Linked DNA regions of Zea mays: region 1 is linked to region 2. Evidence: chromatin contacts called from public Hi-C data. All regions are on one chromosome and are shown on one strand. Each heading gives the region's core, a stretch centred on a gene start, on an enhancer-like site or on the middle of the called end of the contact. The rest is flanking DNA. Distances are from core to core; before and after follow the strand shown. Region 1 holds the start of LOC100283785 (Serine/threonine-protein phosphatase 2A 65 kDa regulatory subunit A). Region 2 holds the start of LOC103638683 (SPX domain-containing protein 1).

The links. Hi-C and Micro-C count contacts between places; a contact is called where the count stands out from the background.
Region 1: a contact with region 2 is called in a Hi-C map of tassel, with 4 times the contacts expected there. The contact joins the promoter of LOC100283785 here to the promoter of LOC103638683 in region 2. A contact is called at or near these places in 6 of 25 Hi-C or Micro-C datasets (ear, leaf, tassel and 1 more).

Annotation. Positions count from the first base shown.
Region 1 is chr9:94,926,501-94,931,503 of Zm-B73-REFERENCE-NAM-5.0, forward strand. It overlaps LOC100283785 (Serine/threonine-protein phosphatase 2A 65 kDa regulatory subunit A), which reads left to right and starts at 2,347. Exons shown (of 13, transcript NM_001412582.1): 1 at 2,347-2,646; 2 at 2,939-3,361; 3 at 4,450-4,579. The coding sequence starts at 2,969.
Region 2 is chr9:94,727,718-94,732,592 of Zm-B73-REFERENCE-NAM-5.0, forward strand. It overlaps LOC103638683 (SPX domain-containing protein 1), which reads right to left and starts at 3,052. Exons shown (of 3, transcript XM_020544011.3): 1 at 2,334-3,052; 2 at 2,098-2,230. The coding sequence starts at 2,630.

The DNA.
Region 1 (5,003 bases), core at 1,097-3,596, 200 kb after region 2:
CAATGGTTATCACCAAACAGTTCAGTGCTTCAGACACTTCAATACTTAGAACCAGACAATTTAATATTGTTAGAAACAGATCGACAACCCACACGATGAAGGTGAACATGATCGAGAAGCAAGACCAGGCCAAGGCTTTAGGTAAGTCTGCTAAATCTGGTCCTACGTTTGATCAACCTCTTTGAATATATGAATAAAAGGGCCGTTTTACACAATCGGCTAGCAAAACAATCAAAGTTGTCCACGCGAAGGAGACAACATATGCATAGGCAAAGGACGATCAAATCGGCCTCAAAGGTGTCTCAACGAATGTCGCCTGCTCATCTACCTCCAGTTATCTTATGGTATTTTTCACCAGCCTACTTGAAAGGGAATTAGGCTTACACCTAGTTCCTAAATAATTTTGGTGGTTGAATTGCCCAACACAAACAATTGGACTAACTAGTTTGCTCTAGTGAATAAGTTATACAGGTGTCAAAGGTTCACAACAAGCCAATTAAAAAGACCAAAGTTGGGTTCAAAATAGAGAGCTAAAGACATCCCGAAAGGCTCCCTGGTCTGGCGCACCGGACTGTCCGGTGGCGCACCGGACAGTGTCCGGTGCACCAGGGGACCTCGCGCAGAACTCCTCAGCCTCGGGAATTTTCAGAAGTCGGCGCACTATAATTCACCGGACTGTCCGGTGTACACCGGACAGTGTCCGGTGCTCCAAGAGGACGCGGCTCTGGAACTTGGCAGCCTCGGGAATCCGTAGCGGCTGCTCCGCTATAATTCACCGGACATATCCGGTGTACACCGGACTGTCCGATGCGACTGCGGAGCAACAACTACTTCGCGCCAACGGTCACCTGCAGGCGCATTCAATACGCGCCAGAAGCGCGCAGAAGGCAGGCACGCCCATACTGGCACACCGGACATTGAACAGTACATGTCCGGTGTGCACCGGACATCCAGGCGGGCCCAGAAGACAGAAGCTCCAACAGTCGGAATCCAACGGTATTGGTGACGTGGCTGGCGCACCGGACATGTCCGGTGTGCACCGGACTGTCCGGTGCACCATTCGGCAGACAGTCCCACCAAACGGCTAGTTTGGTGGTTGGGGCTATAAATACCCCCAACCACCCCACATTCAAGTGATTCAAGTTTTCCAGCTTCCAACCACTATACAAGAGCTAGCATTCATTGCAAAGCACACCAAAAGAGATCAAATCCTCTCCCAACTCCACACAAAGCCTTAGTGACTAGTGAGAGTGATTTGTAGTGTTCATTTGAGCTCTTGCACTTGGATCGCTTCTTTTCTTTGACATTCTTTCTTGTGATCAAACACTCACTTGTAATTGAGGCAAGAGACACCAAGTGTGTGGTGGTCCTTGCGGGAAGTTTTGATTCCCAAGTGATTTGAGAAGAGAAGCTCACTCAGTCCGAGGGACCGTTTGAGAGAGGAAGGGTTGAAAGAGACCCGACCTTTGTGGCCTCCTCAACGGGGAGTAGGTTTGCGAGAACCGAACCTCGGTAAAACAAATCCGCGTGTCTCACTTCATTATTTGCTTGCGATTTGTTTTGCACCCTCTCTCTCGGACTCTATTATATTTCTAACGCTAACCCGACTTGTAGTTGTGATTATTTTTGAGAATTTCAGTTTCGCCCTATTCACCCCCCCTCTAGGCGACTTTCACTACTCATCGCTGATGTGTTGTTCTGCTCAAGTGTAGTGTAGTACGACAGTGAATCCATATTCCATGCCTGATCCATTTGCCTATTCAGGCTAGGTACACCACAATTTTATACATTTTAATATATTGACCGGATACCCATGGCCCAAAGAGATGCAATCCCAAACCATCTTTATAAAATAGAGTTATAACTTATATCAAATGGACCACTTGCCCAACATCTAGAGCGTTTTAGCCTGTTGATCATGAAGCAACCCTATGATCTATCTTCCCACAAGGTTCCTTCTGGGATGCGAGATCTAGCTTCTACACGAAGCCCTCTGCACCATTATGGACAGTCCGTCGCCTACAAACAAACAGTCCACGCACCCAGAGAAGATCTTATTTATCTGCTCTACGGTGATCTACATGCGGACGGTCTGTTGACCTATCGCAGACCGTCTAGCATCTCGTAGGGAGCTCGCCAAGGTCTCGACTCCCCGGAATCGAGATCTAGGGATGGTTGATGTTTTACCAAAAAGTCGCTAACACTTATCTTACTACAGAATGTAGAAAATTCTATCCGCTTATTTACACTGTAATAATAATAATAATATAAACACTATTTTCTGTTATTTAAAACTAATATTTTAGTTGTCAGCATTGATATGAGAGGATGATATAAAATTGAGTCAAACAAATAAAAAGGAGAGTGAAAGAAAAAGAACAAAAAAAGGGAATAGCCAAATGCGGCTCAGGAGAAGGCCCCGTGTGGCCGTGTGAGCTTCCCCCGGCCCGAACGGCAGTCCCCCGCATTCCCCTAACGTTCAATCGCGTACCGTCGCTCGCCGTATTCCCCTGCCGCGCACAGTTCACTCGCGCACCTCTCGCCCCCTCGCTCTACGACGACTAGTGGGCCGCCGGCGCTGGCGCCGCCTTACGCCAGGTGCCGAGGTCTTCGTTGATCTCTTCGCCGGCGACGAGCACCCACCAGGTATTCTCATCCCTTTTCTTCACTTCCTGCCGTGCGAAGCCGAGCACCCAAACCCTAATCTAAAGCTATTTGGCTATTTGTTGGTTCCTAACCTGGAACCCTTTTGAAAAATTATCGGGTGTACATGTGTACGCTCATGCCCCTTTGCTGTGTCCGCCCCTGTTAGGAGCTAAAAACTCGCTGACCTAATTTGGCGTCCTGTAGTCAATGGTTGATAAGATTTTGGCTTTCATAATATTGTGTTAAGTTTATGAACGCTAACTTATTTCATCCCTGTTGGTGTATTTTACAGCTGGGAAAAAATCTATAGCCAAACATAATAATGGCTATGATTGATGAACCTCTCTACCCGATTGCTGTACTGATTGATGAACTGAAAAATGAAGATATTCAGTTGCGCCTTAACTCCATCAAAAAGCTTTCTACAATTGCCCGGGCATTGGGTGAAGAAAGAACAAGGAAAGAGCTGATTCCATTCCTTAGTGAAAACAACGATGATGAAGATGAGGTGCTTCTTGCAATGGCAGAAGAGTTGGGCGTTTTTATTCCTTATGTTGGAGGAGTAGAGCATGCACATGTTTTGCTTCCACCACTGGAAACATTGTGTACTGTGGAGGAGACCTGCGTCAGAGACAAGGCTGTGGAATCACTTTGTCAGATAGGAGCACAGATGAAGGAAAATGATATTGTGGACTGGTTTGCCCATGTCGTAAAGGTATGAGCACTACTTTTATTGTGCTATAGGTTTCAATGTTTTCTTATTTACTCTGACAGAAAAAGAAGTATCCACACCAATTTAAGCTAAATATGTGGTTATACATGCATCTATCTTATTAGAAATACACAGAAGTTTGTTTTTCTTTTACTTCTGTAGTTCTGTCAAACGTTCTCTTATTCTATAATCATTACCGGTGCTTCATAACACTATGCAGAAACTTATTGAATATATTTATGAATTTATAACTCTACATTCTCATTTAACAAGTTATTGGAGTCATCATCAAATTTACGATATGTATTGGAGGTGGTCTCTCCACATTTTCTAGGCCGCGGGTTCGAAGCAGCCCCTCCACATTTGCGGGGGGAAGGCTTGCCTCGGTTTATCTTTTCCCCAGACCCCACTCACGTGGGAGCCTCTGTCTGGCATTGGGTCTATCTTTTTTTATTGGAAGTGACCCACTTCCACATGATCATCTAGACTATTGTGTTTTACTTTGAACAAGTTCACAAGATTATCTAGACTATTGTGTTTTTTATTTTGAAAATCTGTTTGTTTGCCATTTTACTAGCTTTTAATATAATTTCCTATGCTCATCATAAAATTATGATGCTACCTATTTACATCGTCAAATGTCATCAACAATTTTTATTTATTGTTTTATAGTATTGGGAGCATGGTTTAAAATAATCATTTAGCTTATTGCGTTAGTAAATGAACATCTAATACTTGATTTTAGTGAACTAGTTTTCTACATGTTTAATAAACTATTCTTTGTTCTCAAGTTCTGTGTTATGGATTTAGTTAATTAGTTAAGATTGTCTATCACACATTCACACATGAAAAGAGGTCACATCATTCAAAATTATATAACAAACGCAAAGCACTTGTGTATGTGGGAAGTACAATTACGTTCTACATTGTTCTATATCATTTAGCAATTAACTGGACATACTTGATCAACTCAGAGGTTGGCGGTAGGTGAGTGGTTTACAGCTCGAGTTTCTTCATGTGGCCTTTTTCATATCGCCTATCCTAGTGCACCTGAACAACTGAAGGCAGAACTGAGGACAATTTATGGCCAGTTATGTCAAGACGACATGCCTATGGTACGGAGAGCTGCTGCATCCAATCTTGGGAAGTTCGCTGCAACAGTGGAACAAAGTCATTTGAAGACAGAAATCATGTCAATGTTTGATGATCTAACTCAAGATGGTACATGCTACATACATTTTTACCACTGCTTTATTAAGTTATCTCTTTTGTTTTGTGGATGATTTGCTTTAGTTCTGTGTGTACGACTCCTACATCTTTGTTTTATTACTTAATTTTGTTCTCAACATAGTGTTAAAATTTATTGTACTATTGGATTTTACTATTGAATTACTTTTTGCTTTGCACCTGCATTTTGGCTTTAGTTACTTCTCTTGTTTTACTAACTTCACAAGAATTAATCAACATGCATATTCTGTTTCATGCTACTGTACAACCTTTATCTTAATATCCTTTAGCAATTTGTTTTTCTGTACAAAGTAGACATGATGCACAGTCAAATAACTTTTTTTTGCCTGTTGGCTGCTGCAATCTGTTGTTGCAATTATCAATTTTTAATACAAATACCATTGCTGATGTAACCTGC
Region 2 (4,875 bases), core at 1,802-4,301:
CTTCTTCGATCGACCAGACGTTAAGGAGCCCCGCCAGAGAGGCCGACAGCAGCGCACGCGGCTGCGCTGGTCAAGGTGTCCGCGCCCGCGGCAGAAAAGAAGGGGAATGTCGGATCCGGCCGGGAAGGCCACGGCAGCGACGGATCCGGACGGGGAGACGCGATCCAGCCAAAGGGACGGCAGATCGAGCTGAGAAGGACGCAGCAACGTGGATCCGGCCGGGAAGGCCGCGGCAGCGACGGATCCAACGAAGGCGAGGAAGGGGAGGGCGACGGGGCGGTTCCAACCAGGCAGGGGCCTGCGCCGGACCTGGCTAGGGACGATGACGGCGCCGGCGCCGGGAGAAGCTTGAAGGGTGAGGCGCTGCTGGGCATCAACGCGAGCAGTTAGGAGGAGGCCACACGATGAGAGGCGTCACGGGCGAGGGTGCCGGCGGAGGACGCAGTGGAGAGGGAGCAGGCGGTGGTGGGCAGAGGGGAGGGGCGGCCACGACGCCGGGCTGCAGGGAAGGGGCGGCGTCCTGGCGCGGCGTCCTGGCGCGGCGTCCTGGCGCGGCTGCGCCCTGGGCGCGTCGGGCTCGGTCCCTGGCGGCTGCGCGCAGGAGCAAGGGAAGGCAGGGAGAGAGAGAAGAGGAGTGAGAGAGGAGAGCGCCGACGAGAGAGCGCTCTGGGCGCGTCGGGCTCGGTCCCTGGCGGCTGCGCGCAGGAGCAAGGGAAGGCAGGGAAGGCAGGGAGAGAGAGAAGAGGAGTGAGAGAGGAGAGCGCCGACGAGAGGCCGTGAGGCCGCTGGCCGCGTGCGCCATGGCCGCCGTCGAGCCAGCCCGCGCCGTGGCCGCCCCGCGCAGGGTAATCGTGCGCCCGCGCCGGGGCCGCTCGCCGTGGCCGCCCCGCGCAGGGGAACGCGCGCCCGCGCCGGGGCCGCTCGTCGTGGTTGCTGCCGGCGTCGTGGTTGCTGCCGGCGCGGGAGGGTGCTGCGGGGCGGCGGATCTGAGCGCCGGCCGCTGCCGAGAGATGGGGAGGAGCGGCTGGAGGGATGGCCGGCGGCTGGGAAGGGAGCCGCCCCGGGAGGGAGGGATGAGGGATGAGCCTCCCGGGGCGACGACTGTAGAGGTTGGAGGCGGCCGGTGGCTGTTGCGGGAGGAAGGAGCCGCCGGCTGCTGCAGTGGGAGGTAGGAGAAACCCTAATCTGATACCATGTAGGAAGATGAACTGTTGTATTGATAATAGATGGGGTTACAATATATAGAGACACAGGAACCCTAACCCTAATGGGCCGGCAGCCCAACAATGGTGCCGACCCACACACACTCACACACACATAGTCTAACAGCATGGAGTTTTTTTTGTCTTACTAATCTAACAAAAAATGAGGAATACACCATAGTCCAAGATAACATCCATAGTTAACCTCAATCTGAGCAAAGTGCTCTGTATAACATGTTAACTCTTAAACATGTCAGATGTGCGACTGTATGGTTGACTACAAAAAAGAGAGCCCTGTTTTTCTTTCGTTTCTTTACTATCAAGAATGGTATCACCAAACTGTTTTTTTAGTAACCGTTCTTTCGCCACGAGTGTTCCGAGAATCTAGATGCATCCAAACTAAAAGATGTACTTGCACTCATGTACGAGATATAGCTAATTTCTCGCGAGAAATCAACGCAATTACCGCAGGCCACAATTTCTCGGCATAGATTAATTTTTAGCAACATTCCTTTGTTAATAGCGAGAATAAATGGACTCTTGCTATTTCAACTCAGTCACTAGTATGCATACTCAACGACACTGACATGTATTGTCCCTTGCTGACAAGCAACACAGCAATTCGTCTCTTTATTTGACCCATGTTAGCTATGGCAAACACTGATTGTTAGCCCCAGGAATCTAGAGGCTTCATCCCTAATTCACAGCCACAGTCCAGGCTAAGTTGCTACTAGCTACTACAAAACAAAATACATAGACAATAAACTTACCAGGAAGAGATAAACAACAACGGAGACAACAAAATTCTGGAAAACTAATCAACCATAAGAGTGACATGAAAGCAACACATGCGACGCGGCGGGACGGGAGTGTGCGGCGGCGGAGGACTTATTACCTGTGTAGTTGAGGGCGCTGTAGTTCTCCAGCAGCACCATCTCGCCGTGGAAGTCGACAATCTCCTTGCGCACCCGCATGAGCTCCTCCTTGGACTCCCGCCCGGCCGCCCTGGCCACCCGGTCCTGCAGCTCCTGCTCCACTCAGCCACGGCCAAGCAACCCGATCAGATCAAAGAACGCGAAAATCATTAGGGAAACAAGGGGAGGAAGGAGGGCGGATAGGGCGAGCAGGCACCTTCTGACGGATGATGTACTCCTCCTCTTTCTCGACGAAAAAAGAGTTGAATTTGTCGAGCTCAGCCTCCAGGAGCTGCATGAACTCCGCCTCCTCTGGCGTCATTGCCGCCGCGGCCGCGGCCGCGTCAGCCTCCCCGGAGTCGTCGCGGCGGGCCCGCTTCGGCTGCCGCTCAGCCCCGTTCCCGGCGCCGATGAGCTTGAGGCGCTTCTTGAGATCCTTGTAGGACAGGAACTTGTCGCGCCACTCCGGGAGCGTCTCCACGATCTGTCCGCTCAGGCTCTTGCCGAACTTCATCGCCGCCGCCGCCTCCTCCTAGCCGCAGTAAAGAAATGAGATTCGCGGAGGGGGAGTGGATGAGTGGTGGGGTGAACGGATTGCGCCGGTGATCGTCGCGGTGGCGGGCGGCTGATGGGGTGGTGAAATAGAGGGGAAGGGAAAGGGGGGAGACGAACGGACGGACGGAAGGATATGCGGGGCGGGGGAGGTGGGAAGCGGCGAATATTCGCGTGGAAGGATATTATTGTTGCGGTGCGTGCGCGACGCGAGTTTTATTCCTCGCCCTCTCACTCGCCGCCGAAAAGGCCACTTCGATGGAAGACGCCGACGTGAGGTGGACGGAAGCGGAGACGGGGAAGACAGGGACCCGGGGGCCGGGGCCGGGTGGGGGTGGTCTGGTGGGGCGTTCGGCTTCGGCCGTGGAGCTATGCGGCAAAACTGGCACGTGTAGTCGGGCACGCAGCACAGCTGCACAGGACGGGGGCTTGCTTGGTGAGCTGACACGATCACGTACCCACATGGAAGAAGGTTGCCACTGGCACCGTGGCTGTGTAGTTGCTGGTTTTGTCCAAGTGCTGGCGTAGTGGCGTTTGGTTGACATCCGCCGACGGGATGCCAGGGATGAGCTACTTTTCACGAGATAGAATACATGAATTTCAGACTAGTTTGAAAACTCTATCTTTTCAAAAGATTCCTATTTTAACAATAGAAAATAAACTATTTTTTTGGCGAAATAAAAATCCCTTAGAAAAATGAGCTTACCAAACTAGCCCTTTAAAAAGTTCTCTTAGAAACTCGCTTATTTTTATAAGGAAGAAAATATAGGAAACGCTCATATTTCAAGAGTTAGACTATCTCCAACCGCTTACTCATCCACATACACATATTTAAACTTCACTTTTCAAACAGTGCAGTCTATAATGTAGAACGGTGTCTTGGGTGATCATATGAGTGGACTGCTGGACATGGTCTTAGTCTAATGGAGTTCAATTTAAAGACATCAAGCATTTGATTTGGGGATATGAAGGACAAGAACAAAGTTATTGGTGGGAGGTTTATTCGCTCACCGTGGCAAGTTAGCCAGCGAACCAAGATCTTTGTAGGTCTTCAATAAGTCTTCTAATATCTTGTTTTGACGTGTTGATCTTCTTGATCGCCATGTTGCCTTCACCCAAGTTCATGATGTATCCTTTGAACTATATTCATAAACACTAACAAACAACATTAGTTCAAATGGTTATGTTGATCACTAAACACCAAAAATCGTTAATCAAATGGGTCGAGGTCCGCTTTCCTTGTAACAAGCTCTACCAGTTACTACTCTTTTGACACTATCTGTCATAATGATGATTACTATTGTGCCACCTACACCGACAATGCCAACCAATTAGACAAGGGGCTCCACCCCCAAATGGTTGTTGTACCTTTAGCGCAAGAGTTGACACCTTCTGCAACATGTTGCCAGGACCGATTAGATGCCTCGTCAGACTCCCTCCCCCGTAGATCTCTCTTGTTCCACCAGCTGGCCAGTCAACGCTAGAGACAGGGCTCATCCTTTGTGGATACATGACTTCTTCCTCGCTAGAGACAGGACACTCTCCTAATATAGTTTGAGCTCAGGCCTCACCATTTAGTACCTGGCACAACTATTTATTTTCCTTCTTAGGACCCTTAGGTTTTGTCACTGTTGGTGCTTGATGCCAAAGAGGAAGAGGGGAGTATGTGTTAGGGGGAGAGGTCCAAGAGAGGGTAGTATGTAGATAGGAAGAATGCTATTGATAGGGCGAATGAGAGATACACATGAGTTTGATTTGTCATGTGCTTTATGTGTGATACTCTCATATGCACTCTCTTTCACATGCTCATGCATTGTATTATACACCTTATAATGTTGCACATGCATGATATGTGTGTGTGATGATGTGACATAACTTGTTTCTACTCCATCTTAAAATATGTCACATATGCTTGTTTATGTTTCTTCATTTCAGATATATTTCAAACAAGCTTACTCCTTCATGTACATGAGTTTAGCTTTATTATTACATGTTACATGCTTATGGACTTTAACTATGTGAACTTACAACTAACATTGTTGGGACGAAGGCCAAACCAGACCCCGGTCATCCCCTTAGGTAAGCACACCCGAACCCAAACTAATCGTCTGTGAGCATAGTGTTCGAATGCATCCAAAGACTTGGATCATCTTGTACGATCGACCAGCGACGGTCCTGACAAATTAGGGGCCCGAGGCCAGATTTAA